Linked DNA regions of Zea mays: regions 1 and 3 are each linked to region 2. A link is a contact called in public Hi-C data. All regions are on one chromosome and are shown on one strand. Each heading gives the region's core, a stretch centred on a gene start, on an enhancer-like site or on the middle of the called end of the contact. The rest is flanking DNA. Distances are from core to core; before and after follow the strand shown.

Region 1 (3,983 bases), core at 718-3,217, 210 kb before region 2:
ATAGGACGATGTAGCCTTTCAAAACTTGACTTCTAGAAAGAATATATGTAGTGATTGTAGTTGCATCTGTAATAGTTCTTAATTCTTGAGCTGACCAGACTTAGTACACGCAAGCAAGATCCTATACAAGGTGGTAAGACAAAATTTGTCAGCTTCCATTTCTCCTAATGCTTTTTGTTAGTGATTCTAATGTCATTGTGCATAAATCCCTCGTCATTTTTTCCTGTGATAGTGACAGCCCTTATTTCCAAATTATGCTTGTTTGGTGATTAGCTGCCACTGGAACATCAGCTACTTGTTTCAGAGCTAAACTTGTACAGTTCCCTGCCTCCTACTCAAGTGTAGTTTTCCCTGTTGAAATGATCGTGCGTTTTCAACTTGGATCTCACATGTGCACAAGTACAAACCGAGAGCAGTGATGGGCCAATCATATTCAGGTACGTAAATAAAATATCTACTAGGCTTTGGCATGTCGTCACAGCTACAGTTCATTCTTATTAAAAAATAGTAGGGGACCTAGATGCTTCAGATCGTGCTGCTTCATTATTCATGTCTCTATATGTAGATGTAGGCCTTTATTTATGAAAGAAGTTTTCATGCGTATAGCACTCGTTATCTTAACCAACATTATCACTCTGCCTATGCCAATATAGGCAAGTTGTTGTTGTCGTGTCCAGTGGCCAGCGCGCGACGGTGCATGTTTTCTCGTGAAACTGTGTAGGTATCTTTGCCCTGTCAATGCCAATGCCCATGGACTCATACAATTGCCTTTCTGACTCTGAATCACGCAGGTTTGGTGTTCCTGCAACGCATGCCATTGCTTTCGGTCCTTTTGGTGTTTTGCAGTGTGCTGGAAAGGGATTGGGTTTGGTGGTGTTGATAGATCTGTGATCATCTATATATAATAGCATTGGGTGGCCACTGATTGGTGCATCACTCAGCTGAATTAAGCACTGCCAGGCTGGTGAGTGTTTACTCTCTCGGCTTCTCTTTGGGAAGTAGCAATCGGATCGCGTAAAGAAAGCTGAGTTGTTGCGGCCTCTGTCGCAGCTGCATACGCGCAATGCATACAATGAGCTGTATGCTGGTCGTCCAGAGAATTTGAGGGAATATTTCGCTTTATTTATTGGGGAGGGATTTTAGACTCAGAGAGAGTTGCCCATGTGGATGTCGGGCTTTATCATCTGCAGAAGCTCCTGGGATCCACTTGCTTTGCAGACTATTCGATAAGGGAAGGGACTCTGATTATTCGACAGGGAAAAGGAATTATGTTTCGTAGGAAGGAGATTAGAACTTAATTAGTTCGATTTATGCAGCAGGAATCTGGGTAAACTGTGCGTCATTCCAAATTAAAGCGAGGCTCTAGTGGGAAGGAGAAGGGAACTCATGTCGGTGGCTCTAAGTGGAAAGGAAACCAATGCAACTTGTCTGTCATATATAGAGTCATAGAGAAGATTATATTTACTCAGTTGTTTGTTTGGCCCACTAAACTGTCAGGGCTTCCAAAAGACTCTGGGTCTGTCAGCCTGCAACCATGTCCTGACCCATAGAAAAAAATAAATTTAAGTTTTGACAATTGTTCTTTGAATTTTTATGTAGATACGGCACAAGGTCAATATTTACTAGATTCACTATGAAACTTTATAAAATATATGATTATTGTCATTTAAGATAATACATTTGTATAGATATTGCCAGTGAAGAAACGACTTAAACTAACCTGCTTGGACATGTATGTGTTACCGGAAGATTTGGTGAAAGAATCTCGGTTCTAAATCGTCCCCTTGTCGACTGCAACATGCACTAGCTAAGAGAATAATTAAAGCTTGTATGCTCCGAATTGTACTTTGACAACAGCACCCAAGAAGTTGGGAAGATGCTCGACGCCATGGCAAGTTGCCAACCATAGCGAAGTGATCGGAGCGAGGACGAGGCAGGGCCCAGGGACCAGCCCGCGCATGCCAAATCCTTTTCTAGTACAACTGCTGCGGTACAATCCTACTAGTACTCGCTGTGGCGGTGCGTGCTCACTAACGCCAGAGGCAAGGCTGCTTTTGTTTTCTTTTTCTGTGCAGGAGGGAGGCAGCGGTGGGGCGCCCCGAGCCCCCTACTGCCCTACAGCTTTCAAACACATAAACTTCTACGGTAAGTTTGTAACCTATCCTAAATTTTGAAATGTACACAATATAATATAAAAGCTTTTATACTAAATTGGTTTAGTTCAGTCTATCCTAAAAATTTTCTGGCTCTCCCTTCTCGTGTTACCGTGTGCTCCGCCGTCCCAAAACGCACTGTCGTTTATCAGCGAAGTCAAATGTTTTATTTTTTTTACCAAATATATAAAAATATTAATATTAATAATAGATAGGTCATTAAATCTATTTATACAATAAATTTATTTTTATATAAAAACAGTACTAACATTTTTATAAATCTAGTTAAATATTAAAATGACCAATATAAATACCATAACGGCATTTATTTTAGGACGCGGTGAATACATTGCAGGAGTATTCTTTAATCCTTATTATCTCTTGCGAGTTGTCCACATCATGGTGCGGTGGATAGTATGTTCTTACAGTGCCTGCTGGCTTGACAGAAGTGACCATGAACGCTGAAGTTGTGTAAGTACAAGAAATGGTTTCACCGATTGCGGTTCCTTAATAATGGTTTCTGGCCTAATGGGCTAAGTGTAGACTGGTATTTTGGTTATGGGCTTATGCTCGTAAACATCTAAGTTTTTTTTTACCATGATTCTATTAATCATTATAGATGGTTAAATGGGCCAAGCTCGTCAGAGCGACAATGGGCCTACGGTCTATAGTGTCAATGCTGACATGGACATGGTCTAGAGCCATGCCTGAGGTTCGACCTGCAGTGTTGACACAAGCACAACACGATTAATGGACCGACATGACGTGATACAATTGGTTTTAGTTGTTGGATGGCCTAAGATAGATTTCATTAGTTGGATTCACTATATAAACATATATCTCATTAAATCCCTAGCTTCACCTCTCTCCCTTCTGGTTTCTTTAAGCACGACCACGTGTGGAACGATGGTGGCAATGCCATGGGCATACAACGATGACATGAGTGGCATATCGATCCCTGGTGTCGTGCATTGCGTCGGAGGCATGGGTGACGCACCTCGACCTTGCGCATGATAACGGTGGCGGTGATGTGTCCATGAGCTCTCGCGTAGTGATGACGATGCGCACAACAAAGATGGTTGTTGTTGGAAATAAAGTGGGTGTTTGGTTTGAGGAATCGCTCCATCCAAAATGAGGTGGTGCATCATAGGTCCATTCCTTAAATTTGGTGTGATGACCCAATTCCTCGTATTAGTACTAACTAACTAATTATGAGGAATGAGGTGGTGATGGATCAACTCATTCCATTTCACAAACCAAACAAAAAAAATGAGGAGTGAGAAGATAATAGACCAACCCATTCCTCAAACCAAACACCCTAAAACATTGGATGCTAGTTTAGTATGTTACTCATATGAGAAAAATAGCCTTTACATGTTTTATCATGATTGCTAACTTTGTTGCTTAGTTTGGTATGGTACTCATGTTAGGAAATCAACCTTTACGTGTTTGATTGTAGGACTACAATTTAATTTCCATGTAATCTCCTATTAAGCAAAGGAATAGATCCTAAAATAGTTGGCAAGCTTTACATCACCAAAACATGATTGTGTTCTTCTGAGTCACATGAGTTTATGTGTTACCTTGTCTAAAAGCTTGCTACGACAAAATTCTAAAGGGGACTGACATATGGCCTCGTGGGCTAGGTGTTGTGCCGTTGCAGAGGTGCACCTTCCTCTCAAGGCAGGCCATGCCACCACCGGAGGGGAGGAGGGTCACCACTGATAAGGGAAAGAGATATGTGCGCCAATGTTATGGCCTGTTCGGTTAGAGTCGACTAGATGAGATTGGAGAAGATTAAATCTCTTATAAAAATGGATCAATAGAATG
Region 2 (3,702 bases), core at 387-2,886:
CAAGCGAAAGGGCCTCTAGCTGAGTTGGTTAGGTGGTCTGAGTAGCACTCCTCAGGTCCTGGGTTCGACTCCCCGTGGGAGCGAATTTCAGGCTGTGGTTAAAAAAATCCCCTCGTCTGTCCCATGCCAAAGCACAGGTCTAAGGCTCAGCCCCGGTCGTGGTCGTTCTCACATGGGCTTCGATGCCGCTGTGTATGGGTGGGGCAGGGGTTCGGGGGTTTTCTCGACCTGTGTGAGAAGGTCTTCTTCTTAATTCAATGCCCGGGGGCTGTCTTACCCCTCGCAGGTCGAGTTTTTTAAGAAGGGACAAAAGAAGACAAGATCCGTTCCCTCAAATCATCCATTTATTATGTGGCCCCTGTCTGAACCAAATGCAAGCATAGTAATCAAAGCAACTGGTTATTCAAGAGGCACATTCTTTGCGACTAAGTAATCCTGTCAGATGTTTCTTTGCTCCCTGAAACCTTGATTTTAATCAAGTACAAAAGCAATCTTACGAATGTTTTGCATAACATGTATACCATTCAATAAACTTCATAAGCAGAGAAGCAAAAATAAAGATGATGACACTACAATGTAAGGTTTTTCAAAAAAACACATCCAACAAATGCTTGATGTGCCGCTCTGATCAGCCAAGGTGACTTTGTCACGTATCTCTATGTGCCTCCTAACTAAACCAAAATAGTATACACAACTATGATGGCTACTCAAAAAGGCATATGGTAGTAAGCCACAAAAAAACAACTGAAAAAAGCATTGCATTGTGATAATGTAGATACATGTCTAGGGCCGCTTGGGGGCAATTCTTGGTATGACAGATGAGGCGCCCCCTCAAAAGGCCTGAGTGGTCATCAGATGGCCATTGCTATGCGCCCCCTAACTAAACCAAGACAGTACCCAGGGACTGTAATGGTTACTCAAAGGGGCACTGATCAACTGACAATACAGCTACATAAATGCAACATCATAAGATTCAATCCACTACGGCACTACGCAGGTGAATAACTTTCAAGAATAGACGCCTCATTAGAAAACACAGTAGTATAAATCTATTTGAATCCGAACGAGGAAGGATCAACGGAAATAACCCTTCCCTCGAGGGGATTCAGAATCCGAACAAGAAAGGGTCAATGGAAGTAACCCTTCCCAGTCAGGAATCCGATCCCCGTCGGGATTCAGATTTTCTTTATGCCCCTGTCTGAACCGCCTGCGAAGAAATAGTATCTGCAACCGGTTATTCAAGAAGCAATCGATTCTCTGCCGAATAGTAACAGCTGCCCATTTCCCACAATTACCCAAAGAGGCGCGACCCAGCCATTGAACGCTAGAAACAGATCCGGCTATTCCTACACCCACAGGAACAATATAATTTGCACATACTAACACGAGCGAGCAACAAAGTCATACCGACTGAATCAAATCCACAAACGCCCAAACCTACGCACCCGAACCCCAGATCCGGGAGGAGACAGCCCGACCGATCAACGAAAATAACAGCCAAATCTCGAAACGAAACCTTAGGAGGCGCCAGAAAGGAAGGTTACCTGAGCTGCGGCGAGGCATGGCGGCGGCGGCGGCGAAACCCTAGCGAGACGGCTGGCTCGGGGTGAGGCGGGGAACGAATAGAGAGAGAGAGTACAACGGACAACGAGATTGAACATGGAGGGCCCTGGGCGTTCGGTTTTATAAGGGAGAAGGCACTCGAAGTCTCGACTCTCGAACCATTAGTCCCAGTTTGTGGGCCTGTCTTGCGACACAAGAAGATCTGACGTGTGGGCTCGCGCAACAGTGCATGTGGTGGTATGGGACACAAGAGTTACCGGTGGCGAATGGCGATAGTATGCCATTTGGATCTGAGTACCAATGTCGGTTCGTCTTTCTTCCGGAATTTAGGTAGTGTTTGGTTCCAGAGTACAAATGTGTTACACTGTTATGAGAATATTTCATAATTAATTTATGATCCTAGCTATACATAAACTTTATTATTTTAATATAGCTATTTTATCACTACATTGAAATCATCGGTACCATACAGGTTTATATATATGTGATAGTACAATGCTCGTACGTTGCGATGATAGAAGTTTGAACAATTCCATCATTTGCTGCAACAATGCGTTGAAAATTTTCTTCTCCGATAGCAGTTCAGACAGAATCACAACATTTTATCCAAGAAATAGAAATAATAAAAAGTGTTAATCCGACACAAGGACAACATAGTGATCTAAAGTCATAGAAAGTGGTTTTGACTTCAATAGCACAACAATAGAACAATATGGATTCCATATTTCAAGTAAACATCGAAAAGTATGAATAAAAACTATTGTGAAGAAATCGGAATAACTATATTGTATTAAAACGCACACGACATATATGCCTTTGTACATAACAGCATTAGCAGATTAGCTGCACAACCACCACCTTGAGATGATGAGCTACCAACGCCTCCAGATTGGCCAGAGACTGTGTATCCAACTTTGACTCTATAAGATTGCAAATTTGACAAAAAGATGCACAAGGTCATACTCATATGTTGGAAACAAGATACATATTGTAAACAAGCAAGATTTTTTGGGGGAAGGACAAGGTTTCTGATGGGCAAACAACAACCTCACTATCAGGGAATTGCTCGTTTCCAGAAAAATGCTTCCTCTACACATCCATGGACACTAACAAGTACAAATATATCGTCCTCGATCTTTTTCTGTACCAATAACATTCCACAAAATTATATTAAAAAGTTTATCCAGTTATCCCATTTCAGAAAAAGCTACTTCTCTGCCATCCATCATATAAAATAAGACCACAACTCTACAAGGTCTAAAGGTCTTAATTAACAAGTTTCAAGAGGTCACAAGGACAAACATAAAGGTACATGAGTATGTGGTTTTATCTCAGCAAAATTAATGGTTAATACATTTTCAAAAAGACAAACATAAATGATAGTTAAAGCAATATCGAATGGGCTCACTATATTTTCATTAAGTAGAGCAAAACTAATGGTTTTGGAGTAAAAAGTACCTCATTAGATACATCGGGAAAAAACTAACCGTAGTGAAAGCATGCCAAACACAGACATCCATCTCATTAACCACCTGCACATGGTGTGGTATGCATATGTACAGCTTCGTCCAATGCAATTCCCTGTTGTTGCATCCTATACCTGCTAGCCTAGCTACTCTCATGTAGCATGGTGACGGTGAGATCGCGGGCGGAGTAGGACTCATCGACCTTGTCCGGGAAGATCCCATCCCTGTCCGACGACGACGTGCACTGCCCTAGAACGTAATGTTTGATTTCTAAAATTGTAAGTGATAAATCATCTGCACGAACATTAAAAACTAAAGAAAATGAAATTATTCATGTCCACTCCTGCTAACAGAATAAGGAGAGCTTTACTTATACATGGCTTATCCAAAAGGTAGTTTTACATTTATGACGTCAGAAATTTACAGATTCTTGCAGCTACAAATATGATGACAGTAAGGCTACATTAGCTAATTCACAGCCCACCTTACAGTGCCAAAGATTATGAGCTTGGTAGTGAACTGACCATATGGGCCCATCCGCAGAACTCGTCTCATGTATGAATAGAACAGCCTGAGGAATGCAACTTTAAGTTACACATACAGTAATTGTATTATGAATTGAGCACAAGTTGTTCCAATAAATGTTTTGAACACATATTGACTATTTTTACCT
Region 3 (3,965 bases), core at 105-2,604, 190 kb after region 2:
TTGCTTCAAATCGGTAAAAACTGTTCCAACATCCATAATTGGGTGTCTCATGGTTGAATTGTCAAACCTCACATAATCTACCCCGAGAGACCGATGCACATATATACCCTCACCATCAAAATTTATGGGACTGTGAACACCTTCATTAACCTCATCCGACAAATAAACCCTTTTATCAATTTCATTTATCAATTGTCCTGTATGATCCTTTTGAATTTGTTTCAAATCACTGTTATTATTTATAACATATAAATCTCCATCATCTTCTTCAGTTTCCCATGCGACATATTCTTCATCATCTTCCCATACATCCCTTTCTTCACCTTCCCATACATCACCATCTCCTTCTTCAGTTCCCAAAATGAACAATTTGCACACCTTAAGGCCCTCATGGTCCTTCATCAACTGTTGTACATGTTCTGCACTATCCATCAAAACAAGACCTTGTGGTGCCGTATGGCCAGGTTTTAAATAGTACAAGGTGGCATTTCCTTCGTAGCCATGGTACACAAGATTTTCCTGCATTATAAACCAATCAACCCCTTGTGGCTACATAAATCTCATGTAACCAACCCTTCCACCAGAATAACCATCTACACTACCATCAAATTTCACTCCAACACGCACTTGAAACTCCATACAAAGGATCTGCGTAGTCCCAAAAATATGCATGAAACAATATTCAGTTTTCTGTTCCGAGATGGTACCGAAATTGAATGGACAGTAGCACTGAAGCTCCATACGAAGGAAATACCTGTGGTCTAGGTGATGACAGATTGTCGTCGTCCTCAGATCCAGCAGCCGCCATTGTGAACGGTTAGGGGAGAACGAGTTAAAGAGGATAAAGTAGAAGAAAATGCATTGACACAGGGTCAAGGTGAGGAATATGACTCCAGGGAGCCAGTTCGAGCCGATGGGACGTGGGTCCAAGGACCTTAGCCCTCACTGATGCGTCATGGCTCCATTGCAGGGAGCTCACGCCCTCGCCCTCGCAGCCATCCGCTAGCACAGGGACCAAGCCTTCGCGCCGGGATCACGCCTCCGCGCCGGGGAGCTTCGCCTCCTCTAGAAATCATCCTCGCTGATGGGTTGCGGCGTTGGGGGCTCGCGCCCAGGCAGCCCGCTTACGCGTTGGGATCGTCGTTAACCCGCCTCGAGGGCCATTAGCAAGAGCGCCAGTGATGTTGCACGGTGGCAGCGTCGAGGGGCGTGGGCGCCAGCGCCGCCAGGAGCCAAGCTTAATGAGTTTTAGATGAGCCAAAGATGAAGCCGTGTGTCTGCTATAGATTTAGACCACCTAATTTGGAGGGAGGAGTTTGGCATAATAAAAGTTGTAAGTGGGTATTTGAAAACACCCCAAACTTGTAAGTGGGTTTATGCAGTTTTCCCTAAAAGTAAATGCCAGGAGTAGGGAGCGCAGACCGGTCCGGTCATCTCGTGGCCTACGGCCCCCACTTGATTGCACCAACTCCAGGCCCGCCGCGCTTCGAGCAGCGCTTCCTTCACCCCGTGGCCTACAGCCCACAGTCCGCTCGGCCCGTCGCCGCGCTCGCTCCTCTGGTCGGTGGACGTCACCGTGGCGACGACTGGGCGACTGCCGACGGCCGCTGCTGCCGCCCTAGACCAGGTGGCCAGCTCTTGTCCGGGACCGTTGCTGGCGACGAGAATCCAATAGGTATGCCCACCCCTTCCCTTCTCTTCCTGCAACCGAGCACCCAAACCCTAACTGAAGTTATTTCCAGCAGCGACCGTCGCCTGGAAATTTTAGTGGGCATCAAAATGAACTAACAAACTAATTTTGCAAAAGTAGAGCGGCATGTATACAATTAATCCATCTTCAAAAAGCACTAACAGAATCAAGAGCAGAGTGCATATCATGTTTTGGAAATTAAAGACCATAAGTTCAGGTTCCAATCCCCAGAAAACACTAGAAAAAAGTATTTTTTAACCAGACAACTGCTCACCTAATTAAACTATGAGTTTCCATTTTCCACCAGGTGGCCAGCTCGTGTGCAAGTTCAGCGAACTCCCGGAGCCCTCGTCGCCGTCGATCCTTCCGCGGCTCTATCCGCTGGGCCGTCGACCATGGTGAACCACACTTTCACACTCCGTCCCTGCACACGTCTTGCTCCCTGTTCGAATTCGTCGCTGCTTTTCGTCTTACCCCTTTATCGTTCGCTCGCAGTTCTCCATCGCGGCCATCAACGAGAGCGACTCCGGTGGCCAATGGGAGCCGCTTGCGCCCACCAAAGAAGCTCAGGTGGGTATCCTTCTCCTCCCTGGTTTCTTATCGCTCTGAACTTGCCATCGCCTGGAAATTTTAGTGGTCTGTTTCTTCATCTTCTGGGTTGTCATGAGCTAGGGCTTACGATTTGTGGAAAGCAACGTGTTGGGTCAATCGTGTCTCATCTGACGAAACTATTTTGTAATTGCTCTGTCAAGCCAAAAGCCATCGTCGAGAGATCATGCTGTGCATCACAATCGTCCCCCCTGTTATTCGGTGTACAGGATAGAGTAAAATCCAGAAAATTTCAAGACTAAAATCCACACTTAAGCTGGCATGACCTTTTAACTTAGGTACAACGCCAAGAACAATGCCGCTCATCTATCAGTACTGCATGTTGGACCAACACTGGTAATTTTAGATATTGAAGTGTATAGTTCTTAGTTCTCACTAGTCGTTTGAACTGCAGTTTCTATTGGTAGACATAGGTGGGCATGAAGGTGATTAGTTCTTTAAGATTTAAGATGCTAATCTTTATGTTGAGTTATACTGTGATTAAAATGAAGATAAACATATAGTAGTGTGGTCTGTGGTGTCAGGATTTGTTTTCATAAAAATTCTTTCTGCATGCTTAGGTCTGTTTGTTAAGGTATATGCTAGTGTAAAAGATGGTGCTCTCAGACATATCCATGATTCAAAATTAAATTAGTGGTTGTGACGAAGAATTTTGAGCTGGGAAGGCAGTGTCCACAGGCAATTGCTTAGAGCCCTGCCCTGCTGTGTATCCTTAAAATTGACATGAATTTAGGACCCTTGTGATTTATACATCTATGCCAAATTGCCAAGTGCTACTTTTCTCTATGTGGAAGGAGATACATGCATGGAAAGTTTTGCGCGAGCCTTGAGTGTATCACAGACTATCACAGCTGAGAGGGATATCTGAAGGATATATCATGATTCATGATTAAGTTAATGTGAAGATCTGACTAAAATTGTGCTTGCAGTAAACAAAACAGTTCTGGTTGGGAACCACAGATCTCTTAGGAACATTGTATTCTGATCTGACTAAAATTGTGCTTGAAATGAACAAAACAGTTATTGGCAACCTCAGATGCTTAGATATATTAGGAACAAATGTATTCCGATCTGACTAAAACCGTGCTTGCAGTGAGCAAAACAGTTCTTGTTGGGAACCTCAGATCTCTTAGGAACAAATGTGATCTGATCTGACTAATATTGTGCTTGTAGTGATAAAAAAGCTCTTGTTGGGAACATCAGATATCTTAATTTTTTTGAAAAATGCAGGAGAGCTGCGCATATTTATAGATAAGATAGAAGAAAGGGTCTAACAAGAGAGGTACAGGTTAGGGACACCTGCACCCACACGCACGCACTATCAACTGAAACAAAAACTGCAGATTACAATACAATAAAGAACATACTCTACCCTACCTCCCTAAGAGCATCAGCTAGGCCCAAAACTCCTAGTTGGTTAGCTCCAGCCAACACCCAGTAGGAAGATTCTTTTAGGATGCTGCACTTCATCTTTCCAATGGAGGGTGAATCTTTATCAAAGACAACCCGGTTCCTCTGAAGCCAAAGACACCAAGCCCCTAGGATGACAGCGCTGTTAAGGCCCTTCTTCATGTCTTTGTGACTCCCTCTGTTCGTAAGGCGTCGCCTAGGCGTCGCCTAGGCGACGCCTAGGCGTCCGGGCGGTGGTCTAACGCCTAGGCGCCTT

What was found. Hi-C and Micro-C count contacts between places; a contact is called where the count stands out from the background.
Region 1: a Hi-C map of ear shows a contact between it and region 2, with 2.6 times the contacts expected there. The contact joins the enhancer-like site here to the promoter of LOC100283861 in region 2. A contact is called at or near these places in 4 of 25 Hi-C or Micro-C datasets (ear, leaf and tassel).
Region 3: a Hi-C map of ear shows a contact between it and region 2, with 3 times the contacts expected there. The contact joins the promoter of LOC103643822 here to the promoter of LOC100283861 in region 2. A contact is called at or near these places in 4 of 25 Hi-C or Micro-C datasets (ear, leaf and tassel).

The regions. Positions count from the first base shown.
Region 1 is chr1:268,311,800-268,315,782 of Zm-B73-REFERENCE-NAM-5.0, reverse strand. It overlaps a transcript of LOC100193597 not described here. Among protein-coding and RNA genes, the nearest start is that of LOC100193597, 11 kb to the left of the region's middle. Within about 2 kb of position 1,967, at least 16 of the 20 cell types and tissues checked have an H3K27ac peak or open chromatin away from gene starts, as enhancers often do. A contact at or near this core is called in ear and tassel, where this site is marked.
Region 2 is chr1:268,106,269-268,109,970 of Zm-B73-REFERENCE-NAM-5.0, reverse strand. It overlaps LOC100283861 (p8MTCP1), which reads right to left and starts at 1,636. Exons shown (of 5, transcript NM_001291789.1): 1 at 1,545-1,636. The coding sequence starts at 1,563.
Region 3 is chr1:267,919,045-267,923,009 of Zm-B73-REFERENCE-NAM-5.0, reverse strand. It overlaps LOC103643822 (calcineurin-binding protein 1), which reads left to right and starts at 1,354. Exons shown (of 22, transcript XM_020546868.2): 1 at 1,354-1,675; 2 at 1,998-2,088; 3 at 2,186-2,260. The coding sequence starts at 2,086.